Linked DNA regions of Gossypium hirsutum: region 1 is linked to region 2. Evidence: chromatin contacts called from public Hi-C data. All regions are on one chromosome and are shown on one strand. Each heading gives the region's core, a stretch centred on a gene start, on an enhancer-like site or on the middle of the called end of the contact. The rest is flanking DNA. Distances are from core to core; before and after follow the strand shown. Region 1 holds the start of LOC107937083. Region 2 holds the start of LOC107961779 (magnesium transporter MRS2-1).

Region 1 (6,297 bases), core at 2,348-4,847, 730 kb after region 2:
ACCAATTTGACTTAAGCTGGATTGGTGAGAGGTATATGTGATATGTATGTATGATTTTTAAACCAAAATGAAAATGATGGTGTTCATATGAAGCTTACGTCCAAATGTAGCAAATGGCTACTAATGTGAAATGTTCCATAAGATGTGTTAGTAAATGATTAAATAGGTATGATATTTGATGTGTGTATCTGGGCTTAAAGACCCCCAAGCTTCGTGCTGGAATGGTATCCGGGTTTAAAGACCCGCAGGCTATATACTGGAATTGTATCCGGGTTTAAAGACCCGCAGGCTTCGTGCTGGAATAGTATCCGGGTTTAAAGACCCGCAGGCTATATGCTGGAATTGTATCCGGGTTTAAAGACCCGTAGGCTTTGTGCTGGAATGGAATCCGGGTTTAAAGACCCGCAGGCTATATGCTGGAATTGTATCCGGGGTTAAAGACCCGCAGGCTTCGTGCTGGAATGAAATCTGGGTTAAAGACCCGTAGGCTCGTGTTAGAAATGTGTTTCGAGTTCTAAGACTTGACAGGACTGATGCCAGTAAGTTAAGTAAGATTATGACATTGAATATTCGTGGTATCCATCGCCGAGTAAGTAATATATATATTTTACATGTTAAGGTACGTATTATGTACTCATATGTGAATTGATTGCAAAGTAAATTATTAGTATCAAAGAACGATATATATATGTGTGTGTGTGGATGAATTCGGTATTTAAGAATAAGACAATGACCTATTCGGTCAAGGTATGTCATCATATGAAAGTATGTGACTTAAAGTAATTGCTTAAGCCATATAGTATAGTGAAATATGTGCTGGAAATTTCTTGTGTATTCATATATATATTCGGCCAATAGGTTTTATAACTAGTGTACTTGTGTATATTCGGCCAAGTGAATTACAATTAGAATACGAATTTTGTGACACTCAATTTTCGAATTAAATGACAAGCTTTAATGGTATGAAATGCTTAAAACTTACTAAGCTTCGCAAGCTTACTCTGTTTCTTATTTTTTTGTTTTATAGATTGTTGATTTTGGCCACCGACTCGAGGATCGTCAGCAGTTCATCATACTATCGATTTTGTTGGTACAATTATATTTTGGTCTTGATATGGCATGTATAGGTTAGACTGTTGGCAAAATATGTTTTGTAATTGTAAGTATTTTGGCCATATGAAAATGGCATATATATATATAACTCAAAGATCAGTATGTATGCAGCTCGATCTCTGTTTATGTTAATTAATGTGAATGAGAAATTAAATGTTTAGCTCGGTAATACCTCTTAGCCTAAACCGGCGATAAGACTCGGGCTAGGGGTGTTACATTAACATTATATATTTGTCTTTACCTGGACAACTCACAAGTAGGAGGCAGAATAGACTCACCTAAGACACACTTTAACTATAGCTTGAACTTCAAACTTGAACACACTTCTCGAACTAGCAACAACAACTACTTAAAGAACATATATCCACCATTAAAATCCATTTACATGCAAATTGTTAACATCTCAATCATAAACAACCACCATGCAAGGCCTTATATTCATAACCTACTCTTCATAAGCTTTTTAACAGCCTTATTCTTTCAAAAACTTAACATGCAGAGCTTTTAGACTTACCAAGAGGTGGAACATCTGCTAATACGTCCAAAATCCTTAGCTTCTAGAGAAGAAAACATATAAGTTCTAGGAGGAAGAACCAAAGAATAGATTTTAAAGAGAGAAAAACCATCCCTACTAATCCTTTTTACAATATATATCTAGTTTTCTCTTAATGGAACTTGACAAGTGTCAATGATGTCCAGAATTTGTCTCAAAAAATGGTCTGCAAGATTTGAGAGAAACATAAATGATAATCCTACACAAAGATGTTTGACCAGTCAATCTAGTTGGTTCCCAACCAAATCACTTTACAAACCCATTCAGCACAATGCTTAGGTAACTGGGCATACCCTACTTTTGGCGGTAACCTCACTAGGCTTACTCTTTGTTTATCATATACTTTTCTTAAAGAGCAGAATAACCTGTGACAAAATCCTTAATCATTTCTACGGTGAACACTGGACTCTAACACGCCCGAAGACTGTTGATTGGCGGGTTACATTGTGCCAAATAGATAACTTCTCAACTATACGCATTCAAATTAGGTTTTTCAAGTTTGGGATTTGACACTACATGCACCTAGCTTTTGAGACTTTGTGACTTATGCTTGAGAGAAGTTAATTTTTGATTTTGTGTATGTGCATCTTGGATATAGTTTTGGGAATAGATTATAAATTCAAAATGGGGTGAAACGTGTCATGCATATGTAAAAGGTTGTGAGCTGTGGTGAGTGTGATCAATAGGAATTCAAATTCCTAAGACATGTGTGTGCTTATGTTAAGAAAACTTGAAACTTATGAAGGGAACAACTAGCATTTTGCTTTAAGGTTAAATTGAGTTAAGGTCATAAATGTTTAAAAGGAGATAAGCTTGGATCACTAATGATTACCTCAATGATCCATTAGTGTTGTAGAGTTAATAAGATTTGGAGAGTAGGATTAAGAGGTTTTTCTTTATTTCAAAACTAAATAAAGGTATACGTGTACTTACCCTTCTAGTGATGTGGTGGACGCGGTGGTGGCGGAAGCGAGAGCGTGCGAGAGAGCAATGCTTTTTGCGGCTGAGTTGGGGTGGACGAGGATCCTGTTGGAAGGTGACTCTCTGACTACTATTAAGAAACTGAACTCTGTGGAAGAGGATAGATTGCTTCTTAGACCCATCATTAATAATATCCGAGTTATGAGGCAACAGTTTGAGAATGTTTTGTACCTGTTTGTGTCGAGGACGGCTAATAGTGCAGCACACATTCTGGCTTTGGAAGGTCGCTGACGACAGGTTGCTTGTTTTTGGTTTCACGATCCTTCAGAATCGATTCGAAAAGTTATGGAGAAGGATTGGGAAGATTGGGTTCACAGAGGATAAGGGATTTTTGAGTATTCTTTGAAGAGGGAGATTGTGCTGAAGGTTCTTCATGGGTGGTTTTCAAAGAAGCTTTTTCTATTTGACCAAGTTTCGAGAACAATTGTGTGGTTTCAGGAAGCCATTTCGTCTGATATTTTTGTTGGCTCTTCGTTTTTGGTGCGGGGTGGTTTTACTTTTGTGGACGGTTTTCCTAGGTGTTTTTGTCGTTGTTTTTTTCTTGTGTGCTTTTGTTTACTTTAAATTTTGCTGTTTCAATTTTTCTTTATTGTTTTTGGATATTATCACCTCGGGCCAACGTTTTAATAGAATATCAGTTATATTTGCAAAAAAAAAAACTAAATAAATGTATAAAAACTCTTTTAAAACATTCACTGAGCTTGACACCTTCGAATAGTCAACATTCTTTACAAGAAAAACATTATTAAACACATTAAATAATTAAATAATAAATTTTTTGTTATTTAATTTTACTATTTTAGTTTTTAAATAATTAATCTTAGATTTCTTGGGGGAGAACTTTTATTTTTCAAATGCAGACAATTTTGACTTGGTAAAATTAATAACTAATATTGATTAAAGGTGGCCAAAAACCAAATAAAAGACAAGGTAGTCCAAGTCCAATAATAATATTTTGGTTTTAAATTAATTCTAAGATGTAACCGAACCGGCAAGGAAACTTCTTCCTTCTTTAGTACTCTTAACCGCCTAACCTAACGCCCAATCCACTCTCGTCCTCACCGTCAGATCATTCCACTCGCTCATTCAACCCTTCGATCATCAACAACTTTTTCTAATCCATCTAAGAAATCCGTAGCCCCTTTATTTAATTCCCAATTCAACGCCTTATTACTAAAATTTTCCATTTTCCACAATATTTTCCCTTCATCAATTCCATTTTCGTCTTTTTTTTTCATCGATTCAAATCTGATTATCATCATGAGATTCAAGAAAGGTAGCAAAGTTGAGGTATTGACCAAGGAGGAGGTTCCAACCGGGGCATGGCGTTGTGCTGAGATTATCTCGGGCAACGGCCATACATATAGTGTGAAGTACGGTTGGTTTCCGATCACTGGCGAGGCGGCAGCGGTGGAAAGAGTCCCTAGGAAAGCGATTAGGCCTTGCCCTCCTCCTATGAACGGGAACAATAATTGGGTTTCTGGTGATATCGTAGAGGTGTTCGATGACTTGTCCTGGAAACCGGCGGTGATTGTTAAGGTTCTCGGTGGAAACAACTTTTCCGTTAGGATTCTTGGGTCGAGTAGCGAACTCAAAGCGCATCAATCTCGATTGCGTATTCGGCAGTCTTGGGAAGATGGCTATTGGTTCCTCGTTGGAAAGGTAAATCCTTTCGATTCTTTTTCTAAACGATAATTTAATATTTCTCTTCATTTTTTTTATACGTTAATTGATTCTTACCTTAATTATTATGTTCTACCTCAGGGTTCATCAAATTCCACTGGGCCGCAGAAAAGGAAAAGATCTTCGCTTGGCTTCTCATATATTGGTGCTCAAAAGAAGAGGGTGTTGGAGAAAGGTAGTAATGGTGTTCAAAGAATAATAATTCGGCTTCCTTCGCCTGCCTCTGAAAAGGTAGATGCATTTGATTCCCCAAATAATATGCTGGGTGAAAGATGTATGCCTTCTTCCTTTAATAGAATTGATGATACCATGAGTTGTGCCTCCTCTGTTGGTAGTTGTAGTGGTTTAGGGAATAACGGTCTTAATTTGTCTAATTTTGTAACTAACGCTTGTGAAAACTTAGAGGAGGATTGTCGAAGTGATGCTGACTCTAAACCAGAAGTGAGTTGTCAAGAAGAAGGAAGTTATGTTTCCACTAGTGTGGAATTGGGGTATGACTTCCATAGGTCTGAACTGCATGCCTATCAGAAAGCTCTAGGGGCATTGCATGCTTCTGGGCCTTTGACTTGGGATGAAGAAGAAAAGGTGACAAATTTACGACGTACTCTTAATATTTCAAATGATGAACATTTGATGGAGCTAAGAAAGTTGAGAGATAACAATAATAGGCTTTTTATTAGCTGTTACTAGATTGGAAGAATTCCTTTCATACATGGTAATCTTGGTGTTATGTTTACTCCAATGGTGCAGATAATTGTAAAGATACCTTTCAATTTTGTAATTGCTTTAATAGTTTTTTCTCCTACCTCCATGATTGAAGCTTTTTTCTTTACGTAAATTTTTTCCTTTCTTTTCATTATAACCTTTTGTAGATGTGACATATTGTTCATGCACTTAAATTTCAACACAGGAAAATATAATTTTCTTTAGTGAAACTGTTGAGAAACATTAATATGCAAAGATTTGAATTACATTAATTACTTTCTTTTATTGGTGTAAAGGATTCCCTAAATGAATTTGAGTACATACTGTTTTAAATGCATTGCTTTACACCTCCCCCCCAAGAGAAAAAGAAGAAAAAACCAAAAGACAGACCTTTTTCTTGATTCACTAGATAGGGTATTGTGAATTCTGATATGTTATACGCCGGTTTATGGAATCTAGCTGGTATTTTGTATATTTGCAGTTTTATTCATGTGAAACTGTTCTATTTCATCTCATGATGATGGATACAAATGTTATACATGCATTATTTCGGCAGTATATGGAATTAATGTTGAGAAATATCTTGATGCTTTCTCAGAATATCTCATGGCCAATGTTGGAGGCATCCATACCTTGCTTCTAGAGCCATGATTGGTTGAGTTTGTCATCTCTTGCAGTTGACCAAGGGGCAACAGCCATGGTTTATTCCTAAACGAACTCTTATGCCCTGCTGTTGGTATGAATCATTTCTAAAATTATTTTTCAAATTTTGACTTCATATATGGCAGTATTGTTATAGGTCATTGTCTTCCTCATTGCAGATGCCCTACAGTTACTATGTAAATTGATATTGCAGTGACACGTCTGGAAAGAAAAATACATGATATGGAAAAAAAAAATCCATAATCTTAAGAAATGGACAACTATAATAGTTGGAAAGCTTTTGCGTCTCCAGAATGTATGTATAATAATGAACGTTTTAAGTAGGATGATTAATGACACTCTCCCTCCCCTCTTTTGTGCACAGACTAGTAACCTTAAATGCTCGAGTATTGACCAGAATATTTGATCATCTCGTGACTCTAAAAAAATCAACTTTGGCCTTTTTCGGTCTTCATTATTACTTTCTCAATGTAAACAAGTTCGTAAATGATGATTTATGACATTTGATCAAAAGCTGTTCTAACTTCATAGGTGGTTGCTTGATTTTGTTAGATGGATGCATGTATATCCATTCGGGACACCAGGTTCAAAAATCTTCC
Region 2 (6,493 bases), core at 2,471-4,970:
GCTGTAGTCAGATTAGAAGAAATAAGAATAATTCTTCTTCCTAAATTTGTACAGATATCATAGACTTGGAAAGGCTTAAAACAAAAATGACAAAACTAGATATCATAGAGGATTGTTTTTTAAAAACAGGAGACAACAACAACAACAACAAAAAACTATAATAAAAGAATTAAAGGTACGCAAATAGAATTTATAAAAGGAATAAAGCAACATTTAGTCCCAGTACTTGACAACTTTTCCCAACTTAGTCTCTGAACTATAATAAACAGGATGTTGTGGCTTTCTCGTTGCAATATATGTTAGAAGTATCTATCATTTTCTATTTGCAGAAAATATTTCCAAATGAGTGGAACATCTCTATTGAGTGACTAAATTGTAAGGAGAATAAATTTTAGGAACAGGGAAATAACAAAATTGAAGACCTTGAAGCTGTCCAAATGTTGCAAGACATTTTTCCCATGGCAGATAGTAGGGATCGGAAGGCAGAATTCTTAAACAAAATGTTCAAAATATGTTCAAGTCATCTTGGAAACTATAAGTTGTGTCAGCAATTGAGGCCTATTCCTCTCTTGATCTTAAAATTGGCTGGATTTCTTTCATTGTTGCAAGAGATAATCTTAAAAATTCTTGAATATGCTGTGATTGTAGTGAATGGTGTTCCTAAACAGGAATTGTTGTCTCTATGTTTGTTTATCACAACAATTAGTTTTATCAAAGTTAAAGCTCATCATCCTTTCTTTTTACGTAAGGCTCCTATTGTTTGATGAACAATACAGGAAGCCATAAGAAAAGTAGGTGTGCTAGAAGTCTTGTTGGATGGTATGAAGCGACATAAGTTTATTTTGGGTCAAAATCAACATGTTTGTAATGCCAATTAGTTGGACAGAAAAACCAGTTTTAACGGCTTCAAGCAACACTTCGACAGTGAGGGTGTTATTGTTACTTCAATCAAGTTCATGGAATTTGGTTCAAGGAAGTTCCCAATTTTTGAAGCTAAGGATATTCAAATTGATTAGCATTATGGTGCATCAACAAGACATTCGCTTGAAGCATGGTTAGGTTCACATATTGATTTTGATATGGTGGAGGTTGCAATTAAATATATTTGCTCCTATGAAGCTGATAAAGCTATTCTTGTTTCCCACATAGGCGGGGATGACACTTCTAAGCTCCTTGACAAGATTAAAGTGAACATTTATGGGAATCGTAGCAAGTTTCTGATCTCTCCTCTACATGGTTTTACCATCATTAACCAACAAGAAATATCTAACTGTGCACCACCTAAGAAATGAAAATGAAAGTAACATCTCCAAAAATGATGTTGAAAATTCAGATAATAGGCAGCAGCTTCCTAAAGCTAAAACAAAGGTTATTTAAGATGTGGTTGATGTTAAGGCAACTAAGTTTAAATGGGGTAATTGATATAAGAGATTTTTGCTGAAATAGCCAGTGGAAGTTCTTGGATGGCGTAAGAAGAGCTACAAGGAGCTTATCAAGAAATTTATGTTGAAGTGGTGAAGCTTTTCTTACCGCTGTCAATTTTCCAAGCCAGGTTAGATATATTAAAACAGCTAAGAGGTTAGTAGTTATCTTAAGGGTTTAAAGAAAGGGCTAGAAATAAACTTTATTTGCAAAAAGGCCTAGTAACTTTATTTGCAAGAAAAAAAGCCTATATAAATAAGTTGTCAACTTTACAACTATTATTATTCCTATTATTTTTCTTTGATTTAATATAAAGAAATTAGAGGTTTTTTAAACCCTAAATTTTCTAGAGTTTCACCTTCTTTCTTACTTGTTTGTTTAGCCCTAATTCTTCCTATTGCTTCTATTTTCTCCCCTAAACCACATCAGAAAAACTCAGCCAAAATCAAGTAACAAGAACATGCAACATTTTTCATGACTTGCTGTTATATGTGTTATTTATTTTCCTTAATTTTTACATAGCTCAACATCCCCAACAATCAAAATATAAATCTGCAATTGATGGATCTTCCAACCACTTTTTTAGTTTTTAATATATTTTTAAATGTCAACAAGGTGAATGATTCTTGGGTGAATGATTTTAGGTTTATCATCCCAAGTCTAATTCAAATGCAATAAGGTGTTTTAGGCCACTTTCACACACCTGTGAATCAAGGAATGTACAGGCAGCTTCCAAAGCAACTTCCAGAGCCCTAAACTCAAAGGGCAAATAATCAGGGGATGTGCTCCCGTATACATTGTCAAAACCCCTACTGCTTCTTCTTCTGTTCAACTCAGGACCCTCTGATTGCCATACCTCACCTACTCCACTTGTAAGTCGCCTTTGTAACTCCACAACATACTGCAAAACATAGCTATCAAGGGAATTCAAGAGTAGAACCTCGTCGGCAGTGATAATACACCTTATCTGCTCTAAATTTACAACAATAGCCTTCTCTCTACCGAGGATTGTCGAGGGGTAAACAAACAATGGGTCAAGAAGCCGTAGGTCTCGGGCTGGTAGATCACATCGACGCATCATAGTGAACTTGTCAACCTCGATTATTTGCGAATTCCCAGATGTATCAACACGGATCCAAGATCTGAGTCCTTGGCCCCGCTTCTTTAACCCCGATAAATCCATGCCTTGGAAAGGCTGGCGTCCAGAGGCAGATGGCCGATAGGAAGCATCTCTAATGTTGATAGCCGATTGAGGTTTCGGTGGAAGCAAACGCTCTTTTAGGTCTGCCATCACAGTATACTGAAACAAATAACAAAACCAGTTAACGACAACACTGTATAATCCAGTTCTGAAGGGGGGGCGGAAACAGAAAAAGTGGCTTTAGGTCTCAACTCTCAAGAAGCTCACTTTTCCAACAAAGTCTAAAAGCTACTCAAATATTGTAATCCAACTATCAAATCCAAGAACTTTTTACTTCAAAGCCTGAATACAATTCCATAACTAGATTAACCATGTTCATTAATGCATCAGAAACCAAAGCAACTTCCTTTTTTTTTTTTTTGCAGCCTGAGATCGAAAATCTATCAAACGCATGAATAATTCAGCATGCGAGGTACAAAATTCAGCATCAGGATATCGCCTAAAAATGCTACCTAAAAATTGGCCTAGTTCCTTCCACAGCCTTATAATTATACTAAATAGAACAATAACAATATAAAGAAAACTGAAAATAAAGAGCAAAATCTATTTAAATTCCAACTCAAGCATAATAAATAAACAAAACAGTAACAAAAGAGTAAATATTATTTCAAGGAGACTAGCTTACCTCGAATCAATAAAACTAAGATTTAACTCTCAGATAAGCGTGAAGAAGATATAATCACAGCCTCTGATTAAATAAGCTAATATCGACACATCAAAAACTGCAAAAATAATTGGATTAATAAATTAAATTATAACAACATAAAGAAAATAGGGAAAAGGAAACCCTAGATTTGGAAAAGTACCTTGGCAGCAGCGGATGATTGAGAACAGGAGGATTTAGTGAGGAAGAGAACTCCTGGATCAAATACGAAATTTTCACGTACGTGTTTAAAAAAAAAAAGAAAATAAAATAAAATAGTTTAAAAAATTTACGAAAGGCGGTGTAAGTTTTACTCAATTAGCTAAGACGAGAATCTTAATTAAGAATCTATGATTGAAATTTTTGATGTTAAAAAAGGATTTCTGATGCGGAGAGCCCTTTTTTTCTTGGTTGCTTTTATTAGTTTTGTCGGCTCCTGAGTCGTCGTGACCCTGAGGTTCTTTAAAAGAAAATTTTTAATTACTAGTAAACCAATAAAATGGTTTATTTTAATCACTATGCTATTAAACCATAAATAGCGTGGATTTTAAAATAATAAATTAAAACTGTGAGCCCCACCGTCTTATCATTTTTTTTCTTCCTCATCCTTTCTTCCCCTCCAAATCTCAGCCCGATTTTACAATAAGGCATAAAAAGTCCATTTTCATTTTCCAAACAGCTTATTCAATCTCCTTTAGAATTTGGATATTACTAGCAATGACTCACTCCCCAATTTTTTTTTTTTTTGCATCAACTCAACTCAACAGTTGCTTGTATATATCATTATAAACTCTCGAATACCGGATAAAAGTTGTATAGGATCAAAACTCTGAGCTGATTTTTTTTTTAATTATAAAGTTCAACAAGTTTTTTTTGTTAACTCGATGGATTTGCCATAGTTGAGTAGAGATGAAGCTGTTGTCGTATCCCAAATCCTCCAATTGTGCAGGCCGGATAATCTTTTCCTTGCAATCCATCTCCTAAAACCCCCCAAACCCAAACACCCTCTTCCCTAAACCTTTACTGTACTCTTGCCTCTTGAAAGCATGCACATACCTTCAATCTTTTCCTCACGGCCCATCTTAAATCTGCTCACCACATGGATCGTTCTATAGATATCAATTTATTTGTTCTCTACTTTAAGCTGTGTACTGATTTTAGAGAAACTCGGAGAGTTTTTGATTTGGTGCTTGTAAAATAAGATAATTCGTGTATTTTGATGGTTTCGGAGTATATTAAAGTGGGAAGACCAGAGAGTTCACTTCAACTGTTTTTTGAATTACTGAGGTTAGGAGCTGAGCCTAGTAGGTTCACTCTATCTGCTGTGATCAAGGCTTGTTCGGTTTTAGGGAAGTTGAGGATGGGATGCTGCTTTGATGCCATTGTTATGAAACATGGGTTTCATTCGGATAATGTAATTTTGATTGCGTTGATTGAGTTTTATGGGAGGAACGGGCAGTCGAATGAGATGTGCCAGTTGTTCGATGAATTGCGTGAACTGGGTGCAATTTGTTTGGTTTGTGTAAGGAAATGTTGAGGTTTTTGTATTTGATATTTCCCTACCTACAGTTGAACTCTCTATTTGGCTACCAGGATCCACTAAGTAGCATATCGGGTGAAGACTGTGAATCAACCTCCTTCACTACGATCCCCTCTACTTCCGTGGAGTATGAATCAAACCAATCAAGATAATTCTTTCTAATCAAAGAACTCCCCGAAGTCATCAAACCTACTAGTCCCGATTCTCAATAATTTCATGTCTGAAAATGGTTAGTCTTTTTTACCCTTCCTTATTTAACATGGGTATCTAATATGTTGAGTCACTTCGTTCAAAAATACAATTTAAGGGGACAAATTTGTATTAGCATTCTCAACTACATTTTTTTTTATATTAATTTTTATGTATAATTATTTAATAATTAAAATATAGATATATATGATTTGAAATATGAATAAAATGATAATTGCATTGTGCTTCCAATTTTTAATAAATAATACCTAACATATCAAAATCCAAAAATTAGTATGCTTTTCTACTATTTGAAAAAAAAAACCAAAATTAAAATATAATTTTTGCATATAGAAACCATATGATATAAAAAAAAAGGAGAAATCATTCACCTATCTAAACAAGTTGGGCTTTTTAAATTGTAATCTCCTTTCTTTCATGTCACAAAAATCATTTATAATTGAATCATCATCAAAGTTCTATACAATTTCTTTTTCAATATATATGATCAAGTAACTTCCCAAATAATCATCCTCTATTTTATTTTCAAGTTTTGTTTTCACAATCTTTATAGCAGAAAATGAAACTCAATAGTGGTAGTTAAAATAGGAAGAGAAACAAAAGTCAAATTAATTTATCAACAAGTGAGTAAATGACTAACTTTCTTGTCTTCATAAACTCTTGGCATAATACAAGAATTAAGGACAAATTCTACAAATTTGTATGTTGACGAATATCAAGCTCAAAGTGTTCTAATTGAGATCTCAAATGCAACATCTCAAAGTTGTATGTTGACAAATTTTCTTCTTCTTCTTCTTCTTCTTCTCTTACAATTTGTTAATTGCTTTCTTCCACTACTCTTTTTTCTTTTTCTTTTTTAAGTTTGTTCTAGGATTTTTTTTTTAATTTTATGGGTAATTTTTTTTTCTTTAGTTGTTATTTATTTAAAAAGAAATTGATGATTTTTTTTATTGTAGCTTCCTTTGAAAGTTTTAAAATTTTGAAACTTCTAAAAAAAGATATTTTTGAAGAGGTAAATATATATATTAAACTTTAAAAGCGGTTGGTGTTTTTTTTGGGTCTAGGGAGAGAGGGAAAATATAAAATTTAAAGGGGTTTAATGTAATAAAGTTCATTTTAAAGGGGGTGCTATGTAAATTTCTAAAAAGTTAGGGGTGTAACAGCTTGTTTTTAGGGTTAATCAGAACAGTGGTTTTGAGACCACAAACCGACATCAAAAAATTTATTTTATTATTATTTTAATATTTACAGCATGATATTATAGTTTTGTGAAATTTTCGTAAAGAAATTTTATCGTTTAAGTTGTTAATTCGGTAAAAAGGACTTAATCGCGTAAAAATGCAAAAGTTACATTCTATTTATTAAAGGTGTCAATTGGCTTTGGATTTTAAATATGATGGCCTTAAATGACAATTATACCATTAATATGTTAGTGGATGTTATTGGTTTGGCATGAAGGAAATTATGCATTATTTTA

The links. A called contact is a pair of places that touch in the nucleus more often than the background predicts.
Region 1: a contact with region 2 is called in a Hi-C map of leaf, with 2.3 times the contacts expected there. The contact joins the promoter of LOC107937083 here to the promoter of LOC107961779 in region 2. A contact is called at or near these places in 3 of 34 Hi-C or Micro-C datasets (all in leaf).

The regions. Positions count from the first base shown.
Region 1 is chrA06:61,768,287-61,774,583 of Gossypium_hirsutum_v2.1, forward strand. LOC107937083 reads left to right here and starts at 3,598. Exons shown (of 2, transcript XM_016869895.2): 1 at 3,598-4,309; 2 at 4,412-6,297. The coding sequence starts at 3,908. The coding sequence ends at 5,020. It overlaps LOC121230243 (a long non-coding RNA gene), which reads right to left and starts at 3,111. Exons shown (of 3, transcript XR_005928193.1): 1 at 2,819-3,111; 2 at 2,600-2,735.
Region 2 is chrA06:61,034,415-61,040,907 of Gossypium_hirsutum_v2.1, forward strand. LOC107961779 (magnesium transporter MRS2-1) reads right to left here and starts at 3,721. Exons shown (of 8, transcript XM_016897908.2): 1 at 3,581-3,721; 2 at 3,430-3,482; 3 at 3,249-3,345; 4 at 2,126-2,722. The coding sequence starts at 2,713.